Regions from separate parts of the Ovis aries genome. Here all the other regions are linked to region 1. A link is a contact called in public Hi-C data. All regions are on one chromosome and are shown on one strand. The core of a region is the stretch at or near the end of the contact, and the rest is flanking DNA. Distances in the headings are between cores, read along the strand shown. Region 1 holds the start of BAK1 (BCL2 antagonist/killer 1). Region 2 holds the start of WDR46 (WD repeat domain 46). Region 3 holds the start of LEMD2 (LEM domain nuclear envelope protein 2).

What was found. Hi-C and Micro-C count contacts between places; a contact is called where the count stands out from the background.
Region 2: a Hi-C map of liver shows a contact between it and region 1, with 10 times the contacts expected there. The contact joins the promoter of WDR46 here to the promoter of BAK1 in region 1. A contact is called at or near these places in 2 of 16 Hi-C or Micro-C datasets (blood and liver).
Region 3: a Hi-C map of muscle shows a contact between it and region 1, with 4 times the contacts expected there. The contact joins the promoter of LEMD2 here to the promoter of BAK1 in region 1. A contact is called at or near these places in 3 of 16 Hi-C or Micro-C datasets (hypothalamus, liver and muscle).

Annotation. Positions count from the first base shown.
Region 1 is chr20:7,863,630-7,866,970 of ARS-UI_Ramb_v3.0, forward strand. BAK1 (BCL2 antagonist/killer 1) reads right to left here and starts at 1,778. Exons shown (of 6, transcript XM_027958440.3): 1 at 1,608-1,778. It overlaps LOC114109606 (gametogenetin-binding protein 1-like), which reads left to right and starts at 476. Exons shown (of 8, transcript XM_042236933.1): 1 at 476-569; 2 at 2,373-3,341. The coding sequence starts at 2,919.
Region 2 is chr20:7,614,781-7,618,121 of ARS-UI_Ramb_v3.0, forward strand. WDR46 (WD repeat domain 46) reads right to left here and starts at 1,634. Exons shown (of 15, transcript XM_027958657.3): 1 at 1,510-1,634; 2 at 1,216-1,410; 3 at 1,026-1,106; 4 at 781-893; 5 at 569-656; 6 at 368-429; 7 at 26-130. The coding sequence starts at 1,578. PFDN6 (prefoldin subunit 6) reads left to right here and starts at 1,983. Exons shown (of 5, transcript XM_042236906.2): 1 at 1,983-2,014; 2 at 2,156-2,301; 3 at 2,542-2,612; 4 at 2,691-2,815; 5 at 3,066-3,275. The coding sequence starts at 2,238. The coding sequence ends at 3,195.
Region 3 is chr20:8,057,301-8,060,641 of ARS-UI_Ramb_v3.0, forward strand. LEMD2 (LEM domain nuclear envelope protein 2) reads right to left here and starts at 1,794. Exons shown (of 9, transcript XM_012100506.5): 1 at 1,043-1,794. The coding sequence starts at 1,754.

The sequences.
Region 1 (3,341 bases), core at 528-3,027:
TCCTGGGCCGGGGAGGTGAGTTTCAGAGGCGGAGTTTCCTTCTGCTGCCGCTGGGGCCCTCTGCACCCTATCCGGTCCACATCCACCACAGACTCGCTACCTTCCAACCAGTGACCCGTGAAGGCCGTCCCCGAAGGCCCCACTTCCCCCCAGCTAGTCAGAGCACACCTGTTTTCCACCTCGGGCCTGTTAGCCACACACATCCCGAGCGCCTGTGGTGTCCTCCTCACACATGCGGGAGGAGGTGTGGGACGCGGGGGTAGCATGGCAGGGCAGGCACCATCATGCCCACTGCACAGGTGGGAAAACTGAGGCTCAGGGAACGCTCCAGGCCACAGGGCTGGTCAAGCCATCAGGGTGACTGAATTTCCACACGCGTCCGTGCTCTCCTCAGCGCTCCTGTCAGGCTTGCTTCCCGGTTGCCGGCGGCGGCCTCTGCCCTTGCCCCACCTGCCTAGCAGGCGGCTGAGGAAACCACGTGCCCCCCTCGCCCTCCTGTCTCCGGCCCGTTTTCTTCCTTTGCTGGGTTCTGGCCACAACCCCCGGCAGCTCAGTGAGCCCTGGGCAGAGTGAGTATTTCCTGGACGTAAGCTGTTTCACTTTCAGTTTGCACCCTCCTCATTTCCCCGCACCCCAAAGCTGCCTCCATCACCCAGGCGGAAGCCCCTCTCCTCCCCCTCGGGAGGGCCCAGCCTGGGCCCCAACACACGCCCGGAGGGCCTGTGTTCCGCCTCCTTCCTGGGAGGGCCTGTATACCCCACCTCTCCCAGGCCTGGGGCCATTTTCCAAAGGGCCTCAGGAGAAGGGTGGGGAGGGCCCACCTGTGCGCCCCACCCCTTCCCTGTCGAGGGGGCAGGGACAGGGAGAAGGGACTCGCCCCTCCTGCAGCCCGCGGTCCCCCGCCTGCTTAAGACAGACCTTAGCCTGGCACCCGGCATCCTAGAAGCTGCTTCCCAAACAAGGCGCCTTTCTCCCTCCCTTGGTACCCAAACGCGGTGCCCCCCAGGACATCAGGGCTGAAGGATGCTAACTGCACCTCGACTCCCTCTCCCACTACCCCTGGGGCTCACGGCTGGGGATGAGGTGGAGCCTTGGAACCCGCCCCAGAGCCAGAGGCCTGAGCTGACCTGGGACTTCCTCTGCCCCCATCCAAGTGGCCTGACTTCCTGGTGGGGAGAGTCCGCTGTGCCCACCTTTTGGGTTTGCCAGGCCCAGGATGCTGCTGGAGTTGGGGGGGGGGAGGGGGCAGATCCTGACCTGGTCTTAGGACTCCTGGGGCAGCAGGAAGCACTGTGAACGGTCTCCTGCTGCCCTTGACCTTGACTCTGACCTCCACTCCCATCCCCCAGACTGCTAAAGGACCTGGCTCTTTGGCACGCGATTCTCGGGTAGCCAGGGCCAGGGCAAGAGGGGACGCCGCCTCAGGGGCAGCCCAAGGGAGCCCTGGCTGGATCTGGATCGGCCCACCGTCGAGGGTTGGTGGAGCCGCCCAGGCAAGCTTCGCAGTGGCGTCCCCCTCCCCAGCGGGCTCCCCAGGGGCTCCCTGCCTCACCCTGGGCCTGGGGCTGCCCAGGGAGGGGGGCATGGGCAAGACTCTCCCGGCTTACCTCCCCGGACCCTGGCCCAGGCCCGAGATGGCCCAGCGGGGCGGAGGCCAGAGATCCTGAGGGGTCAGGGGCTGTTCCCAGGGTTGTGTCCCCACGCCTGGCTTCCAGGAAGGGGAGTCAGTGGATCCCTGATGTCTGGAGTGCAGCCTCTGCCGGTCCCAGGGCGGCTCTGGGGGACCCACGGGGCTGCGGCGATCATAGAGGCGCCGGCGGCTCCCGGCTCCCATCAGCTCCCTCTAGAGGAAGTCGCTCGGTGGCCGCCGGATGCGAAGCCGCAGCCCGTGGCCTGAGGCGGGTCTGGGCTCTGCAAGAGAAAGTGGCTTCCCTCCTCCTCCCCCACGGCTTTTCCCCCACCCTGGTTCCCAGCCCTAATTCTTGATCTGTCCCCTGCTCCCTTCCATCAGTGCCAGCAAAACAGCCAGGATGGGGCGGTTCCTTGAGCCCCACTCTGTGCCAGGCACTTTAAAAGCCCTTTGGATGGACTTCCTTGGTGGTCCAGTGGCTAAGACTCTGTCCTCCCAACACAGGGAGGTCTGGGTTCGATCCCTGGTCAGGGAACTAGAGCCCACACGTAGCGACTAAGAGTTCGCTTGCTGCAGCTCAGACACAGTGCAGATAAATAAAAAACATTTAAAACTAAGCGCACTTTGGAACAACCCTGGGAAGCTGGTGCAGTGGGTCACACCCATCTTTCAGGGGATCAGACTGAGACTCGGCTGGTTTAAGGAGCCTCTCCCAAGGTCACTGAGATGGGTTTATAATCAGGTCTCCAGGAATAAGACTAAACTGAGATTCAGCGTGCACACCAGGCACCTACCTTGGTGGTTTCCACAGAGGAAATGTGACGTCCCCCTGAATCTGCCGGGCAGGTACGCAGAAAGGGGGGCACAGTGGGCCCGTGCCAGCTGGATGCTGAGAAGGGAGGGAAGGGGGAGGGCAGCTGCTGGGGAATGAGTGCTTCCCAAGGACAGAAGCGGCTGCAGGGGAAGGACAGGCAGCGAGGAGAGAGCCCTGGGCCACCACCCCATCCTCAGAGCTGGGGTTCCTCTGGACTCCTCTGCCTGCCCCCCCACTGTCTCCTGGGGCCTCCCCAAACCCTCAAGCCCTCCCACCCCAGCTGGCTCCCTAGGCCTTGTCAAACCCCTGCCCTCTCTGCACCCAGCAAATCCCCCCTCCCCCCCTTCTGCCTTCTAGAACTCCTGGAAGTTTCCAACTGGAGGTTTTCAATTTGAAAACCTCCTTCTGTTCTTAAGCAGTTGGTCCTGCGGTGGCTGCTGCGGCCCCTCCCTCTGAGTCAGGGACCCTCTCGGGATGGAGGCCGCTGCTTCAAGCCCTCGGCCCCGAATTTTGGGCCGCTCCCCCATGTTCTGCTTTTCCTGGAGCTTGGTAGGCAGCAAGTGCGGCCGGGAGAGCTCAGGCCAGGCCTTGCGGAGGGGCTGGTCGTGGCCCCTGGGGGGGCAGGACGCCGTCCCCGTGATGCCCGACCGTCAGGGACAAGCTGGGAGGAGGGAGTCCAGGCCTCCCGCCACGCTGCCCTTCGCCCGCCCTGGGGCCCTGCCGCGGCCCAGCCCCTCGGGGCTGGAGATGGGGGACCCGGGGGCCCAGACCTGCCCCCCCGCGGAGGTCATGGCTCAGGGCGTAGAGGTGAAGCCAGTCCTGCCCAGAGGAAGCCAGGAGGTGCTGGGCCACTTGTCTGAGCTGGAGGAGAGGGAAGAGGCGGCCACAGGGGAGGCC
Region 2 (3,341 bases), core at 384-2,883, 250 kb before region 1:
CCGGCCGCTGACCAAGGCCACTGACCGGATGTCCCGCACTGCCTCCATGACATTGATCTCACACATGAGCTTCTTTGTTACCCAGTCAAGGGCGGCCACATGACCCCGGCGTCCTCCAAAAGCCAGGTGTCTGTTGAAGGTGGAGGACAGGCAGGGTGTCAGTACAAGGTGTGTGTGTCGGGCGGGTGCCCGGACTCAAGGGTCTGTCCCACGCCAGCTTCTCCTCTCCAGGTGAGAGGAGAGATGTTACCATACACGCTTAGCACACATGCAAGCAAATAACAAGACCCTCCCCACGTCAACAACCCATATGTACACTGCCATGGCTGAGATGGGCTAGGCTAAAGTCACTGGAATTCAACCTTACCTCCCAGTTCTAGAGTAATTTAGCCTGTAGGGTCCAAACTGCCTCAAGTTCAAGTCAAAATGCTGGAAAAAGGGATAGTGAAAAAAAGAAAAGGAAAAGGAGAGTTGGTTCCTTTCAGGACTCTTCTCTCCTAGTCCCCACTCCCGTCTTACTCTGCACCATCAGCCAACCCACTGGCCCCTTTTCCATTCTCAGACTCACTTTGGCTGCACTCGCAATGTCCACAGCCTCCACGATGTCAGCCTGGCGAATCTTTGCCGTGTCCTCCCCATCCTCTCCTTCCAGAAACCTGCAAGTGAGCGTGAGAGTTGCATTAAAGCTTCCTAATAAGAAGTGGGTATCCCAGCATCACAATCAGAAATTAGAGCCCCATAAATCAGGGATTGGGGAGGCCCACATCAGGGTCCACTCACCCAGGTTCTTCAGCAAGCAGAAGCTCAGATCGAGCAGCTCTGACACTTGTTTCCTCTTCTTGTGCTTCAGCCACCGCAAGTCGGCTTCGTGTCTTGGTCTTCGCATGTGGTAGCTAAAACAGCGGTGAGAGATGAAGTGAGAGAAGGACCAAGGGATGCGGGGGTCACAGGAGAGCCCCGCCTCCATTCAACTCACCCAGACACTCCCTCCTGCAACCGCTCCCCACTCTCCGACTAGCCCTCACCTCCTTGGATTTGTCAATGCGACAGTACTTCCGAACCACCTCCACACTGACAGGGGCGGGGCCTGCAAATGGGTCCTGGGCCTGCGGCAGGGAGGAGGCAATTAAGAAACAGGCTCGAGCTGACCCCAACCCCCCGACCCTGAAAGCACAAGGCGACTTGCCTCGGCACCCCGGGAGGTCCCAGGCTCACCCCAGAAAAGGTCCGCTGAGGCCCCGGACTCTTCAGTTCTCGGGGTTTCTTGGAGATCCGAAACTTCTTTGAGGTGTCATTTCTCTTTGGCTTCTGGGGGCGGAGCTCTCGACTCCTCTTCCGTTTATGAGGGGGACCTGGAGAAGCTCCGGCCGCAGTCCCAGTGGTCTCTTGCTCCCAGTATCGCCGCGGTTTCTACCAACAGAGCAGGATCCCTCGTATTCCGCTGCCCTTCGCCCCGCCCCTCGAACCCCGCAAATAAAAACTTCCTTTCCACCCCAAGGAGATCCCTACCTTCTTCTTGGCTTGCAGTCTGTCCTTCTTGGGTGGAACATTACTGCCCGGCTTGGGGACTGTCTCCATCTAGCCCACTCGAACCACGATCCACGTGCAAACTCCTCTCCACAGTCCCACAGTGTGATGGAAAACTCCCGGAAGTCCTCCGAGACTCATCCAATCAGCGCCGTTCCAGGTCTGAAGCCTCCTAGGCGCCATCTTTAATGAGGGCGCGCTCCCCACTGAGGGGCGGGACCAAGGCCCCCAGTGCGGCAACTTATGCCCAAGTGATGAAAGACGGGCAGTCCGAGGCCAAGACCCAAGCAACCCTGCAGTTTCTTTTCCCATCTCGGTTTCTCCATCTTGCCTTAAATCCTTCCGCTTCTGGTCTTTTTAGCAGAACGCCACACATTGACCATATTAGAACTACATTTCCCGGCGTGCGCCGGCTCACAGCTTCCGGTGCCGTCTTTCCCCAGCATTCTCTATTTACTTCCGGGTTCACCAATACTGAAGTGAGAGCGTGAGTAGGGGAGCGGTTCGGCTGAGGAGTTCGGGGTACTGCCACTCCCTGAGGCTGGGGGTGAGTCGATATCCCGGACCAGGAGAGACTGCAGTGGGTGGCCCGAGGGGCTGCCTCTCAAGAGGGCTGTCACCTCCGCAGGCCAGAAAGGGGAGCCCGGGTACCTTCCAGAGCGTGAGACCCAGCGCCCCTCTCCCGCTGCCCGCAGGCTTTCGTCCCCGCCATGGCTGAGCTAATCCAGAAGAAGCTGCAGGGGGAAGTGGAGAAATATCAACAGCTGCAGAAGGGTAAGGGAGCAGGGTAGGGGTGACCTCGCGGCAATTCACTCACAACCTGTCTATACCCGAATAATGTATTCTGTCCCACCTCTGGCCCCAGCCTGCGGCTCCTTCCCCTTCTCTGTAGTCTTCCCATTCCCTGTCCCGCCTGCTCATCCTTGCCTGCTTCCTCAGCTCCGCCTTCTTACCAGGACTGTGGTGGTCGGGTGGCACATGAGATGTCTCTAAACAAACCTTTTCATCCGGCAGACTTGAGTAAATCCATGTCAGGGAGGCAGAAACTAGAGGCACAACTAACAGAAAATAATATCGTGAAGGAGGTGAGAGACTGAGATTTGTGGGGCGAGGGGGGACCTGTCTTGGAAGTGATTCTGATGTTTTTCCCACTCCTCCACCAGGAACTGGCCCTGCTGGATGGGTCCAACGTGGTGTTTAAACTTCTGGGGCCCGTGTTGGTCAAACAGGAGCTGGGGGAAGCTCGGGCCACAGTGGGGAAAAGGCTGGACTACATCACAGCTGAGATGTGAGTCTTCCTTCCACCCCACTGTGTTATACTTGATCCGTTGGGAATAAAGGTGCTGAGAAACCTTTCTAGAGTCATTCTCCAGAGCAGCCCCCATTTGAGCAGGTTCTTCAACTCCTTCCTGTGTCCTTCAACTCCTTCCCTTTTCTTCATACTCCCCTTAGAGCTCAAGTTTCTGACCAATCTTGTCTTCAGCACCCTCAAGAGTAAGTCTCACTAATTTCTCATTTGCTTTTTTGCCCTTCCTCAGTAAGCGGTATGAATCCCAGCTCCGAGACCTAGAGCAGCAGTCAGAACAACAGAGGGAGACCCTGGCTCAGCTGCAGCAGGAGTTTCAGAGGGCGCAGGCGGCAAAGGCAGGGGCTCCTGGGAAAGCCTGACCCTGTCCTGGGGGGGTGGGCGGGGGGAGGAATGCGGCAGCTCTAGGGTCTATACTGTAGCTAATAAAATGTGAAAATACCTGGCGTGTTCTGACCAGCCACTTCTGTTGTAACTGTCTCCATCCTTTCCTCTGGTCCCTTCTCCC
Region 3 (3,341 bases), core at 544-3,043, 190 kb after region 1:
AGTCAAGAAATTATCTGAGTGTGTGCGTAAGTCTGGGATCCCTGCGCCCACAGACTTCCTCATACACCCAAATATCCATCTGCTGCAACAGCTAGGACATAATTTAGCTTTCCCCTGCATTCTGGCGGTCCGTGCTAGGCATGGAAAAATGTGGCTGGGAATAGTATTAATCACACTTGGTTTTTGTAAAGAATTTTAAAAGCTGGTGAACTAAAGGGTCACTTTATACTTAAATGTATAAAGAAATGGTCACCCTGCTGCTTCCTATTAGCCTAGAGAATTCTGGAAGAAGTAAATTTCCCTTTTAGAAAACACAGATCGTTAACTATTCGTTAATATACTGTATCTGGCAGATCTCATTCGGCCACGTCTCATCACAGAACTAACTGTGGACAGAGGCATGGCCGGGAATATCGTGAGTCACAGGACCCTCTCTTAACACATCCCATGAAGGGGCTGGAAACAGTGGCAAATGCCACCATTCACATCAGTTTAAACTCGAAAGGCTCTTGCACGCCTGTCTGAGGCAGGACTAGTATAATCCCCTCTTGACATACAGTGGGTCCCCCGGGCCAAAGAAGAGGATGTGGCCTTTTTGGTGCTGCAAAGCTGGGACCCCAATCAGAACCTATCTCTGAGTGGGTGACCTGGGCACACAGCATGTGAATGAGCAAGAAATCAAAAGGGAGGGCAGAACTTAAAAGGAGCGGGGGTGGGCCTTTAGAGGGTTGTGTTAGAGGGCTTTCTCTAGAGAGGGAAAAGTAAAAGTGACTACGGAGAGACAGCTTCCAGCACGTGCTGGAAAGGGAGGTTAAGTAAGGAGGGCTAGGGCCGAAAATAATAGGAGGGAGTGAAGACAGAAACGACTGCAGACGCAGGAATCCCACAGCTGGAGGAAGCAAAGTCTTCAGTCTGGGGGGAAGAAGGTGGCCTGAGGTATCTAACAGGCCCGGGACGTGCGGCCTGGCGCTGAGAGGCCCGGGGGTCGTTTCGGGGACACCCGCGCGCCCAGCGCCCTCCCCTGCGCCGGCCCGGGACGTACTGTTGTCCTCCGCCTCCTGCGGCGCCGAGGGCTTGCCCATCTTCACCCAGAGGATGCCCAGGAAGACGAGCAGCAGCCCCAGGCTGGCCCAGAGCAGGAGCCGGGACAGGCAGCGCTCCAGCCGCCGCCCCGCCTCGGGCCGGGCGCGCGCCGAGGCCGCCGGGCCGGCTCTCGTCGCCCGTAGGCCCGGGCGCGGGTCGGGGCCGAGGAGGGCGGAGGGCGGCCGCGCCGAGGCCGGAGACGCGGCCCACCAGCGCCGGAGCCCGGGGCTGGCGCCCGGCGCGGTCCTGCCGAACGGCCGGCCGTCCTCGTCCTCCTCGGAGCTGCCCCGGGCCGAGGCGCGGCGTCTGAGCGGCGCGGGGCGGGCGAGGCCGCGGCTCCCGGACCAGGAGGCCGCGGGGGCTCCGAAGTCGCCGTAGGCCCCGGGCGTCGCATAGGCCGGGCCCGAGGCCGCCGGGGAGAGCCAGGGCTCCGCCCGCGGGGAGGCCGCGGCGGGCCGGGCGCGCAGCGGCGCCTCCTCGCGCAGCCGGGCCTCCTCGCCCCGGGCCCGGGCCGCCTCCCGCGGCCGCTCCTCGCCGCGCAGCCGGGCCTCGCCGCGCAGGCGGCGCAGCTTGTTGCGGTAGACGTCCCGGGTGGTGTCGGTGATGGGGCCCGGCTGGAAGCCCAGGGCCTGCAGCTCCCGCCGCAGCTCCAAGTCCGACAGGCCAGCCATGGCCAGGACACCGCCCCCGGCGCGCGCCGCACCCGGAACTGCTCCCGCCCGCGGCCGCGGCGGAGCGGGCGGGGCTCCGCGCCATGACAGGAAGGTCAGTGGTGGCCGCCATATTGGGAGGTCTGTGACGATCGTCGTGTGGCCATGATGGTGAGGTCAGACTCGGCCTCCCAGGGCCACCATGTTGGGGAGGTCTGAGGGCGTTTTTGAAGGGTTTTATTTTTGGTTTCCTTTTCTCTTTCCCGTCTTGCTCACTCCTTCTGTGAGAGCAACAAACTCCATGACAGGCCCTCAGTTCAGTTCAGTTCAGTTCAGTTCAGTTCAGTTCAGTCGCTCAGTCGTGTCCGACTCTGCGACCTCTTGAATCGCAGCACGCCAGGCCTCCCTGTTCATCACCATCTCCCGGAGTTCACTCAGACTCACGTCCATCGAGTCCGTGATGCCATCCAGCCATCTCATCCTCTGTCGTCCCCTTCTCCTCCTGCCCCCAATCCCTCCCAGCATCAGAGTCTTTTCCAATGAATCTACTGTTCGCATGAGGAGGCCAAAGTACTGGAGCTTCAGCTTTAGCATCATTCCTTCCAAAGAAATCCCAGGGCTGATCTCCTTTGGAATGGACAGGTTGGATCTCCTTGCAGTCCAAGGGACTCTCAAGAGTCTTCTCCAACACCACAGTTCAAAAGCATCAATTCTTCAGCGCTCAGCCTTCTTCACAGTCCAACTCTCACATCTTACATGACCACAGGAAAAACCATAGCCTTGACTAGACGGACCTTAGTCGGCAAAGTAATGTCTCTGCTTTTGAATATACTATCTAGGTTGGTCATAACTTTTCTTCCAAGGAGTAAGCGTCTTTTAATTTCATGGCTGCAGTCACCATCTGCAGTGATTCTGGAGCCCCCCAAAATAAAGTCTGACACTGTTTCCACTGTTTCCCCATCTATTTCCCATGAAGTGATGGGACCCGATGCCATGATCTTCGTTTTCTGAATGTTGAGCTTTAGGCCAACTTTTTCCCTCTCTTCTTTCACTTTCATCAAGAGGCTTTTTAGCTACAGGACCAAAAAGGCCGCAGTTCCGATTTCCTCAAAAAGATAAGTTTCAGTTACCACGAAATTACCTCAGCACACAAGAGCCAATCAACTGCCAGCCCGGGAAAATCAAATCAAGCCCGGGAAATGAAAGCCAATCAAACCCGTGGCAAGCCTGGGAAAAGAGAACCAATCAGGACCCGTGGCCAGCCCCCGGGAAATGAGAGCCGATCAGAACTCAACACCTAACGCCTCACCAGATAAAACCTCAATAAAACCCTTCACCTCATCAGACCCAGAGACTCCCGTTTTTCGAATTTTGCGAGTGAGAATACTCTTGATAAGCAATGTAACCCAGAGTTCAGGGCTCCTTCCTGTGGCCACTGCGTCGGTGTCGGTGGGAGCCCCAGCTCGAGCTTGGTAATAAAACTCTTTTGCTTTTGCATCAGATACCGGCTCCCTGGTGGTCATTGGGAGATTTCCGACTTGGGCATAACACTTCTCCCTGTAAGACCAAGTGTTCTTTCTCTCTGAATCCTCCACCCTTTGGTTGGGT